Linked DNA regions of Macaca mulatta: region 2 is linked to region 1. The links are chromatin contacts, called in public Hi-C maps. All regions are on one chromosome and are shown on one strand. Each heading gives the region's core, a stretch centred on a gene start, on an enhancer-like site or on the middle of the called end of the contact. The rest is flanking DNA. Distances are from core to core; before and after follow the strand shown. Region 1 overlaps LOC144338279 (a long non-coding RNA gene). Region 2 holds the start of COTL1 (coactosin like F-actin binding protein 1).

The links. Hi-C and Micro-C count contacts between places; a contact is called where the count stands out from the background.
Region 2: a contact with region 1 is called in a Hi-C map of blood, with 14 times the contacts expected there. The contact joins the promoter of COTL1 here to the enhancer-like site in region 1. A contact is called at or near these places in 8 of 14 Hi-C or Micro-C datasets (CD4 T cells, blood, cortical neurons and 4 more).

The regions. Positions count from the first base shown.
Region 1 is chr20:79,872,243-79,877,873 of T2T-MMU8v2.0, reverse strand. All of the region lies in intron 1 of LOC144338279 (a long non-coding RNA gene), which reads right to left. Among named protein-coding and RNA genes, the nearest start is that of MEAK7, 14 kb to the right of the region's middle. Within about 2 kb of position 2,438, at least 17 of the 40 cell types and tissues checked have an H3K27ac peak or open chromatin away from gene starts, as enhancers often do. A contact at or near this core is called in CD4 T cells and blood, where this site is marked.
Region 2 is chr20:79,978,019-79,983,649 of T2T-MMU8v2.0, reverse strand. It overlaps COTL1 (coactosin like F-actin binding protein 1), which reads left to right and starts at 2,954. Exons shown (of 4, transcript NM_001261155.1): 1 at 2,954-3,145; 2 at 3,403-3,485. The coding sequence starts at 3,069.

The DNA of each region.
Region 1 (5,631 bases), core at 1,189-3,688:
TGATTCAGGAGGTCTGGGGTGAAGCTGGAGACTCTGCATTGCCAACCAGAGTCCAGCAATTGACTCTCAGCTTCTATGATGAAATGATTGTTAATTTTGTTAGATGCAATGACAGTTCTGTGGTTAGTACAAAGGCATCATTTTTTTTTTAAATGCGTCAAATATGTTGAAAGCTCAAATGTCAGAATTGACTGACTTTGAACATTCCAGTGAACAGTAGGAAATGGCAAAATGTTAACAGTGGCCGCATCTGGGTGGTGGGTATAACAGGGCTTGTTTTTTTAGTCTCGTTTTCCACATATTAGACATTTTTCATAATCTCTTTGGAAAAGCTCTCCAGCACCTGGGGCTGAGTACTTCTGGGACAGGCCCTAGGAGATGGGTCGCTTGGGGCTTGATATCAGTTCCCAGCCGGTTGTCGAGTTCTCTAAGGGGCTGCGTGTAGCAGCATTTTTATTAGTTTTCAACCACAGTCGCTTCTTCCTGTTGCGCTCTGGGTACTGGGAGGCACCTGGGGAGGGCTGGGATTCTGGGATCCCCCAGTGTGGTTTACCTGCTCTGGGGCAACAGGGACAATTTAGGTTTCTAAGCAATATTCTGGCCAGGTGCTGTGGCTCATGCCTATAATCCCAGCACTTTGGGAGGCCGAGGTGGGCAGATCATCTGAGGTCAGGAGTTGGAGATGAGCCTGGCCAACATGATGAAACCCTGTCTCTACTAAAAATACAGAAATTATCTGGGTGTGGTGGTGGACATTGGTAATCTCAGCTACTTGGGAGGCTGAGGCAGGAGAATCACTTGAACCTGGGAGGTGGAGGCTGCAGTGAGCTGAGATCACGCCACTGCAATCTAGCCTGGGGGACAGAGTGAGACTCCATCTCAAAAAAAAAAAAAAAAATTCTTTGTTTCTGCTGTTTATTTGCTGACAGTGCATGTGTTTCTTTTCCCTACCGTGCGTGGGTGAGTCTGTGGCACGTTCTTAAGTCCTCTTCCTAGATGTTTTTATTTAACCCCTTCTGGGTCCCCATTCTGCCTGGTGGGGCTGGTGGACTGACCCTTCTCACTGCCAGCCCATGTGTGATGCTTTATGGGGCATCTCTCCCTCTGGAGGACACGGTCTCTCTCGCTGCCTCCTGGGTCCCCTGCCCTTACATGATGCCCAGCACATTATAGGCACTCAAGTGTGCTGAACACTGAATCTTACAGGTCTGGCCCACTCCCAAGGAGCCTAGCTCAGGGAGGTTGATCAAGCCAGCCAGAGCCGCTGAGCTGCGGTCTGAACTGTGGAGCCAGTGCTGTCCAACATCCAAATACAGACAATGGAGGTAGAATGCAAGCCCTGTGCGATTCTAAGTTTTTTGAATTCACGTTTTAAAAAGAGAAATAATATGAATACGCTTTGAACCTAATATGGCCAAAATACCATTTCTACATGGAATTTCTATTTCACAATTATTTTGGGGTAACACGGAAGAGATCAACGTGGTGATGGAACATCTCTGTATCTTCAATATAGATGGGAGAGTTGTGTTCTGTAGTGATGGTCACACGGCTCTACGACCCTTGTGGGGAAATGACAGAATCGGATACACACATTGTACCAGCGTCTATTTCCCAGTTTGGATTAGGTGACATAGAACCACAGGGAAACTTGGTGAAGGGTATATGGGACCTCTGTGCACTGTCTTTGCAACTTTCTGTTGCACTTATAATTATTTCTAAATAGTTTTTTTTTTGTTTGAGATGGAGTCTCACTCTGTTGCTCAGGCTGGAGTGCAGTGCTACGATCTCAGCTCACTGCAACCTTGACCTCTCAGCCTCAAGTGATTCTCCCTGCCTCAGCCTCCAGAGTAGCTGGGACCACAGGTGCCCACAACCACTCTCGGCCAATTTTTGTATTTTTAGTAGAGACAGGGTTTTGCCATGTTGGCCAGGCTGGCCTCGAACTCCTGACCTCGGGTGATCTGCCTGCCTCAGCCTCTCAAAGTGCTGGGATGATAGGCTTGAGTCACTGCTCTTGGCCATAAAATAGTAATTTAAAATTTGAGATTTTAAAATTAAAAAAGAAAAAACAACCAAGTCTTTGAACACTGCTGTGTCTTTCACGCTTATGGCACATCTAGGTTTGGACCTGAGACATTCAAGTAGCATCAGACAGCCATGTCCCTCACTCCATGCCCCCAGCACAGCGTTCTTGAGCTGGGATTGCTGGAGGCCTGCACTGTCTCTCCCACGGACTGGTTGCCTGGTAGATAAGCTACTGCCCTGCTTTGAGCCTCAGTTTGTGCATCTGTTAAGTGGGAAGAACGGCAGTGCCTATCACAGAGTGGTGGCTGCCAGGGTTAAGTGGGATGCTGCGTGTTCAGCACTTAGCGTGGGCCTGGCCCACATCTACTGGTATTAATCATATTTACAATCCCAAACGGCAGCTTCATCTGGTTCTGCCTAATGTTAGAAAGCCCTGCTGCCTCCCTCTGTTAATCTCCCTGAAACAGTCCATTCCTGGCCATCTCTTCTCCTTTGAACTGCTGGGCAGGAAGCAGAACGACCTCTCTGCATTTGGCCTGGGCACCGAGTCCCTGGTTGCCCTCGATGCCTGGTGCCTTCTGGAGAGGTGGCTGCCTGCCTGCCTGCCTGCCTGCCTGCCTGCCTGCCTGCCTGCCTGCTTGGAGGCCAGACCTTCTGTAAAGATCTGTGCAAAGCCTCTTTCGAAACTGAGGACTTCCGTCACCAGCCCTGGCTGTGCGTTGTCACTGGGCATGTTCACCATATAAGGCGATCCCTGCAGAGGCAGGGACCCAGGTAAGCAGGCGGCCTCGCAAGCCTCGCTCCGCTAAGCCACAAAGGCTCCCCAGCTGAGTGTGTGCACAGAGGACTTTAGCAACTAGGAGATTTTCTCACCTTTTATGGTCTCAGGAGAAGAAAAAGACCTGTGTACCACAAAAGCAGAAACACAGCCTGAGCGCAGTGAGAACTGTGGGTTGAACTCACAGCAACTCTTGTTGCAAAAGCAACTTGTGTGAGAAGCCCAGGATGTAGCTAACTCTGCAGGGTGCCTGGTGCCTAAGATAAAGTGACTGTGGAGCTGTGAGGAGTTCCTGTGCAGTGGCAAGACAGCAGCTGCAGAATTTAAGTTGGGGGGGCTTTTGGATGGGGCATAACCACCATGACCCCTCCTTAGCCTTGTGCTCACCCACAGGGTCTTCCCCCACACCGTCCTCCCTCAGATCGAGCTTCCCCACTGTCCTTGAAGCCTGTACTGTCATCAAAGAACATCACCTCCCTCCACCCCCTGGGATTATTTTCATCCCGGTTCTGGGCTGCGGGCCGTGGAAGCCAAGGTGGGGTAGAGAGTGGGCAGGAGGGTCTTGGGGACACCTGAAGGGTGACGGAGGGAAGAACGTGGGGACATGTGTTCCAGGCAAAATGGAAAGGCCAGGGTGAAGGAGTCGAGCTGGGCCATGCGCGTGGGGAGAGACCAGGCTCAGATGGTGGGGGCTGAGTGAGAGGTCAGCCTAGGGTGGTGGGCAGTCATGGAAGGGTTTTAAAGTAGGGGAGAGGCAGGATCCGTTGTACCTGGGGGAATCGAGGGGGGCAGGAGCAACCAACTGACCATTTGTTCATTCAGTAGCCATTTCTTTTTCTTTTCTTTTCTTTTTTTTTTCACTGGCTCTGTCACCCAGGCTAAAGTGTGGTGACACAATCACAACTCACTTTAGCCTCTATATCCTAGGCTCAAGCAATCTTCCTGCCCCAGCCTCCCGAGAAGCTGGGACTGGAGACTTGCACCACCACGCCCCAGCTAATTTTTGACTTTTTGTAGAGATGAGGGAACTCCCTGTGTTGCGCAGGCTGCTCTTGAAATCCTGGGCTCAAGTGATCCTCCCATCTTGGCCTCCCAAAGTGCTGGGATTCCAGGTGTGAGCCACCACACTCGGCTAAGCAGCTGTTTCTTGAGCCCCCGCTGTGGGCCAGACCAGGCCCAGGTGCAGGGGACATAGAAGTGACGTCCCTGCACTCAGGCTCTGTGTCCTGGTGGAACTTAGAGGACAGGGTGACAGTCTCCCTCAGCCTTTCAGATGCTGCTTTTCCTTGGCTGCCCTTTCCTGGATTTTTCTTGTTGTCTGAAAGACCACCGTGGTGGCTAAATGGTAGAAAGGAAAGCTTTGCGGGGGTATCAGTTTGCAAACCGGAAAAGATGATCTCCAATGTGTGCCAAAGGTACCCTCTCTTCAAAGAGGGGAGGAACAGGCTGGGTTTTATGCTTCACAGGGCCTGTAGCCCACAATAGTTACATATATTCAGCAGGTCTGGGGGGAAGTGATATATATTTATGAAGGGAGCAGAGTGCATGGGCAGTGGGTAAACACATGTAACATACATGACATGTTCACGATGGAGTGAGGTTAGCATTAAAGAGAGGTGGAACTTGGTTCTCTGTGTGGAAAGGTGAACGGTAGGGCACACACTTTGTGGGTAGCTTCTGTAAGCCGCCGAAATAGCCTTAAGGTCTGTAATTATCGGAAAAGAATGTAAGTCCATTCCTTCGTCCGGTCAGAGTTGTAGCGGTTGGATAATTTGCCTGATAGCTGTAGTTATTAGGGTGTTTTGCAAATGTGTTTTTTTTCTTGTAGCCATAGGGATTTTAAAATTTGCCATGCCAGGCCAGGTGCAGTGGCTCACGCCTGTAATACCAGCACTTTGGGAAGCTGAGGCGGGCAGATCACTTGAGGTCAGGAGTTCGAGACTAGCCTGGGCAACATGATGAAACCCTGTCTGTACAAAAAATATAAAAATTAGCCAGCCATGGTGGCGCATGCCTGTAATCCCAGATACTCGGGAGGCTGAGGTGGGAGAATCGCTTGAGCCCAGGAGGCAGAAGTTGCGTTGAGCCAAGATTGCGCCAGTGTACTCCAGCCTGGGTGACAAAGTGAGGCTGTCTCAAATAAATAAATTTGGCTAGGTGCGGTGGCTCATGCCTGTAAACCCTGCACTTTGGGAGGCGGAGGTGGGCTGATCACGAGGTCAGGAGTTTGGGACCAGCCTGGCTGACATAGTGAAACCCCGTCTCTACTACAAATGCAAAAATTAGCTGGGTGTGGTGGCACGCGCCTGTAGTCCCAGACTCCGGAGTTTGAAGGAGGAGAATTGCTTGAACCTGGGAGGCAGAGGTTGCAGTGGGCCAAGAGCATGCCATTGTACTCCAGCCTGGGTGACAGTGAGACTCTGTCTCAAAAAAAAAAAAAAAAAAAAAAAAAAGTATTAATTTCCCATGCCAGCTGGGCCCTGAACCTTGAACCCCGAAATCATAGGTAACTTTGTTTCCTTAACCTTATGTCCATCTTAGCTGATATAGGGGCATCTATTTTGGTCTCTCAGATCATACTTCCTATCACCTCTGAAAGGATCCTGACTTGTTTTACCTGGGTAATTCAGAGGTAGGAAGAGGCAAGAACCCCAAGTTACTATTTTGTGCCCTAAGCTTTGAAAACCGCTGGGCCTTTCCCACCTCCCCCCTACCCCGCCACCCGTTGTAGGTTTCCACTTTGTTCTCACACCATGTGACCAGCACCCTGTCCCCCAATTCTCACCCCTACCTCCACTGCCCTAACTGAACGCGGTGCTCCGGCC
Region 2 (5,631 bases), core at 1,705-4,204, 110 kb before region 1:
AAAAAAAAAAAAAAGGCCGGGTGTGGTGGCTCACACCTGTAATCCCAGCACTTTGGGAGGCCGAGGCGGGCAGATCACGAGGTCAGGAGTTCAAGACCAGCCTAACCAACATGGTGAAACCCTGTTTCTACTAAAAATACAAACATTAGTCAGGCATGGTGGTATGCACCTGTAACCCCAGCTACTCAGGAGGCAGAGGTTGCAGTGAGCCGAGATCACGGCATTGCACTCCAGCCTGGGCAACAGAGTGAGACTCCGTCTCAAAAAAAAAAAAAAAAAAAAATCTCCATACCCAGGGCATATATCCCACCAATTATATCAGAATGTCTGGGTGTGGGATCAGAGGACCTTGGTGATTCCCATGTCCAGCCAGGGCCGGGCACCACTGACCCTATAGGGTAAATGGGTTGATCAAGGGCACACAGACTTGTAAATTTGCTAGACATTGCCCACTGACCTCCATGCTGCTCCATGGGGGTTTTGTCAATTCACACTCCCACCAGCAATGTACAAGACGGCCTGGGTCTTCACAGCCTCCCCAGCAAAGTAGGCTGGTCAGAGGTTTTTATTTTTGCCAACCTGCTTGTTTATTGATTTATTTTTAAAGGTATCTGTTTTGCTTGAATTTGCATTTCTCTTACTAGGAGTTGAGGTTGGGCATCTTTTCGCATGTTTAAGATCATCTAATCTGTCTGGTCATGTTCTGTGACCATTTTTCTTTTCATTTTCTTTTTTTTTTTAAGATTGACTTATCTATATTTTAGCAAGACTAATTCTTTACTTGAGTTGCAAATACTTTTTACTGCTGTCTTTTAATTTTTACTCTTTGCATCAGGTGGTATGGTATGGGTTTTTTTTTTTTTCTTGGATCACTTTTTATGTTTGAATATATTCATCTTTTCAATGGCTTTTGGATTTGGATTTGGGTAACATGGTTTGTGGTTAGAAGGAAGCTCCCCATATTTTCTTCTGGCACTTTTGTGATTTCCTTTTTTTGAGACAGAGTCTCGCTTTATTGCTCAGGCTTGAGTGCAATGGTGCGATCTCAGATCACTGCAACCTCTGCCCCCCTGGGTTCAAGCGATTCTCCTGCCTCAGCCTCCCAAGTAGCTGGGATTACAGTCGTCCACCACCATGCCTGGCTAATTTTTGTATTTTTAGTAGTGATGGGCTTTTGCCATGTTATCCAGGCTGGTCTCGAACTCCTGAGTTTATGAGATCCTCCCACCTCAGCCTCCCAAAGCGCTGGGATTACAGGTGTGATCCACTGCAACTGGTCTGATTTCCTTTATTTGTGTTTACATTTTTGATCCTTTTGGAATTTTCCCTGATCAATGGATCCATCTTTGTTCTTCTTTCCAATGGCCAATTGTCCCATTACCCTTATCAAAGAGTTAAGTAAGAACCGCTTTGTGAGGAATGAAATGAGAATTTCTTTTTGTCTTATAACAGCATCTAGCCTCTACTCTTCTGAAACTGTGTTCCTGTCCATCCACCCATTCAACTACCCATTGATTGGTTGATTCGTTCATTCAATTTCTTGTTTTTGTTTTTTTGCTTGTTGAGAATTCTAATATTAATTGGACATTGTCCCTGACCTTTTGGGTTTCTATTTAGGATTTGTTTTTATCACTTAATAACCAAAAATGATGACATTTTATCGAATGTCTAGTATATTTGTTCCATGTGTCATTTCAATTAAACTTAAAACAAAGCAGTGATATCAGTTACACTATTTTTCTCATTTGAGGAGTCATTTAAGAGAGGTTTTGAGGCTTTCCAATGGCCCTTTAGTTGGAAAGTGGCAGTAGTGGATGCAATTTAAGAGCCCAGTCTTCAGGATCCTGCCTTTTTACCTGCCTGGACGCTGTAACTGGTCTTTGTGGAATGGCTGGATGAGGGAATGAATGAATGAGTCAGTGAAGGAATGAGGAAGACAGAATGAGTCAGCTCTTGCTTTCAGAGGAGCCCAAAGCGAGAGGTTAAGATAGGAATGCAAATGACCAGAATCTAGAGTAAACAGAGAGCCCACCAGCGTTTTGGAAGCAGTCCACTTTCTACTTCTTCCTATTAAAAATGCTTCATTCTTTCCAATTCTTCCCCACCTAGAATCCACGGAACCAAACGCTGGGGTAGGTAGTGGCCAGCCTGTCTCCTTGGGTTTGATGCATTACGTCATCCACGTGGAGGTCCCCTGTGGAGCTCTGCAGCCCTGCAGCCTCGGGGCAGGGGCATGGGGAGAATGAGGAAAGGGGAGAGGGGGAATGGGAGGAGGGAATAGGGGACAGGGAGGGAGGAGATGCCGGGAGGATAAGTGGAGAAGAGGGAGGGGAAGCCAGGGGGAAGCAGGGGAGGGGGTCAAGGAGGAGGAAGGAAGAGAGCTTGGGGAGAAAGAAATAGGGAGGACGAAGAAGTTTCGGGCTGGGATAGGCAAGAAGAGGGAGGAGGAGAGAGGAAGAAGAATAAGGGGGAAGGGAGAAAGAGGGGGAGGGAAGGTAGGGAGAAGAGGTCAGGGAAGTGGGGGAAGCAAGGAGTGGGAGGATGAAAAGGAAGGAGGAGGGAGAGGAGGAAGGTGGGGTGGGAAAGGGGGTTAGGATAGTGGGAATTTCCAGGGAGAGGTCGGGAGGGGAGGAGGGGAAGTGAGAATGAGGAGAGAGAAGAGGGATGTTGGGGGAGAAGAGAGCGGGAGGGAGGAGGGAGAGGGAGGAGGCAAAGCCCCTACTCCGGCCCCCATCCCCGAGTTGCGCAAGCCTTCTGGGCTGGGATTGGCCGCCGGAGAATCAAGACGCTCCGCCCCCGCAGCCCGGCGGCCAATGACCAGGCGGGCCGCGGCCTGGGCGGCCAATGGGCGCGGGGGGGCGGGGTGGGCCACGGCCTGGGGGTCCCCGCGCGCTCTCCGTCCGCAGTGGAAGCCGCCGCCGTGCTCGGAGCTCGCAGGCGCCGCGTCGCTGTAGCCACCGCCACCAGCCCGTGCGCCCTCGGCGCGTACCCGCCGCGCTCCCATTCCCGCCGCCGGCCAGGGGCGCGCTCGGCCGCCCCGGACAGTGTCCCGCTGAGGCCCCGCGGCGATGGCCACCAAGATCGACAAAGAGGCTTGCCGGGCGGCGTACAACCTGGTGCGCGACGACGGCTCAGCCGTCATCTGGTAGGAACTTTTCATTCCTCTCCACGCCCCGCTCCCCGGGCTCGCGCGGGGCCTCGTGCACCGAGCCGGCCTCCAGGCGGGACGGATTCGGGGCCTCCCGCGCTGTCTTCCTCGCCTTATTCCGGGACGGCGTGCCAGGCCCCCGCGGGCTTCTCCGTGGCCAGCGCGTCTGTTAGATTGTCCTCTGCAAGCGCCGCGCCGCGCAGCCACCAGCGCTGATGTGTGTGTGTGTGTTTTTTTCTTCTCCCAACCCAAAGGGTGACTTTTAAATATGACGGCTCCACCATCGTCCCCGGCGAGCAGGGAGCGGAGTACCAGCACTTCATCCAGCAGTGCACAGGTAGGGAGGCGCGCCTGCCGGGCGGATGCGCGGTCGTTGGGAGGTTGTCTGCACCCGGGGAGCCCCGGCCAGAGCCAACCTGGGAGGAACCGGTGGCCACATGGGGTGCTCCTAGCGCATGGCGTGGGAGGAACCCGATGTGAGCGTTTTAAGGCCTCATAAAACCTTCTCCCCTCTGGACAACCGAAGCAACAGAATTGACCCACCTGCCTCCGCCATCCCACAATGCCTTCTCCAGGCGGGGCAGCTCTTTTGCCCCCTGCGGTTCACTGGTTTTCCAAGGTCACCTCCTGTGTTTCGAAACTCCAGTGTCCAGCTCTTCCCACTGTCCCTTTTGATCAGTCACTGAGCCCAAATACGAACAGGCTAGGGGGCTGCTTGGAAGGGAAAGAAACTCAGCCGCGCCCTCCTTTCTCCCACTATCATTGTCTAACCGTGTGCTAATTTTATGTGATTTTTAATTTAATTTAACGAGTAGAATCAGATGCAAAAGAGTACACACCATATGATTCCATTTATAAATCCTAGACAAGGCGAAACTAATCTATGGTGTGAATGTCAGAATCAGGTTAGCTTTTGGGGTAGATAGCCTCTGATTGGGAGGGGCACACCACCCGGACTGCTGGGAGCTGGAAATGTCTCTGTAGACATTTGTTGATCTGGGAGGGGGTTATGCAGGTGTGTACCCACGTAAAAAATCATCAGACTGTATACTTAAGATTTGTGTGCCTTAGGCACTTCCTGGTTGTGTATGAACCATGAAAAGAAAGACCACGTGGCAGGCATCGCCATAAACCCCTCAGTAGTGGCAGAGGCTCTGTGATGTTGGTAATGGGACCTTTTAAAGAGATTGGAGAATGCGACTCCCTCCCATCTCTGGTCTTTAGTTGGAAGCAAACTTTTGGACAAAGGCAGCACAGCCCGGAGGTTAGGGCGTGGACCCTGAGCCAGACGGTGTGGGTTTGTTATTTATTTATTTATTTATTTTGTCTTTTTGAGACAGAGTCTTGCTCTGTTGCCCAGGCTGGAGTACAGTGGCCAATCTCAGCTAACTGCAACCTCCCTTTCCTGGGTTCAAGAGAGTCTCCTGCTTCCTGAGTAGCTGGGATTACAGGCGCCCACCGCCACGCCCAGCTAATTTTTTGTAATTTTAGTGGAGATGGGGGTTTCACCATGTTGGCCAGGCTGGTCTCTAACTTCTGACCTTAGGTGATCTGCCCGCCTTGGCCTCTCAAAGTGCTGGGATTACAGGCGTGAGCCACCGAGCCCAGCCAACGGTGTGGGTTTGAATCCCTCAATGGCTGTGTCCTGGCTGTGTGGCTTGGAGCGAGTTCCTTCATCTCTGGGGGTCTTGGTTTCCTCACCTGCACTCTCACAGTGCCGTTGTGAGGGTAAGTGAGTCAGTATGTGTAAAATGCTCAGAACAGTGCCTGTACAAGCTACATGATTATTTGCGAAATAAATAAAAAGTACAAAATTGTGCCAGGGATCATGTGGGTGTTTCTTTCCTTAACTGCTTCCATAATCAAATTCTATTTTACATTTAGTTCAATTCAAAGGATATTTGTGGAGGGACTACTAGAGGCTGAGCGATACTAAGAATGTGCACACACACACACACAACTAAAATTACTCCTTGCGCGCTGCCTGTAGACATTCATTCATTGCTTTTGTAAACAGTTGGCCTAAAATAGCAGCATAAAGCACTGCAATGATGTGAAGAGTTGGCAGGGCAGGATTTGAACCCAGGCCTCCGTCCCTCTGCCTCTGTGGTTGAATGTTTTTGCAAGCGGAATAAGTGCAAAATCTTAACTTTCTCCCCTCCGGTTAGTGAACAGCCAGAAGATTCAGCAGTATTTCTGCTTTGCCAGCTCTGAGGCTCTGCTTTACAGGCCAGCTTCCCTCGCTAAATTCACTTCTTTCCTCCCGCTGGTCGCCAATCACTCCCTTCCCCCGTCAAACCATGTTCTGCCCCTGAAGCTACTGTTCTCTCCAGCAAGTAGAAGGTGATGAGGAAAGGAGCAATCCCTCCCATCAGGGGACTCCTGGCAGATACTCCCAGGCCTCAGCCCACTCTGGCGTAGTGGGAAAACACTTCCTCCTGAAGGCTTGTGGTTTTCTGCTCATACGCACCCCCTGCCCCGCA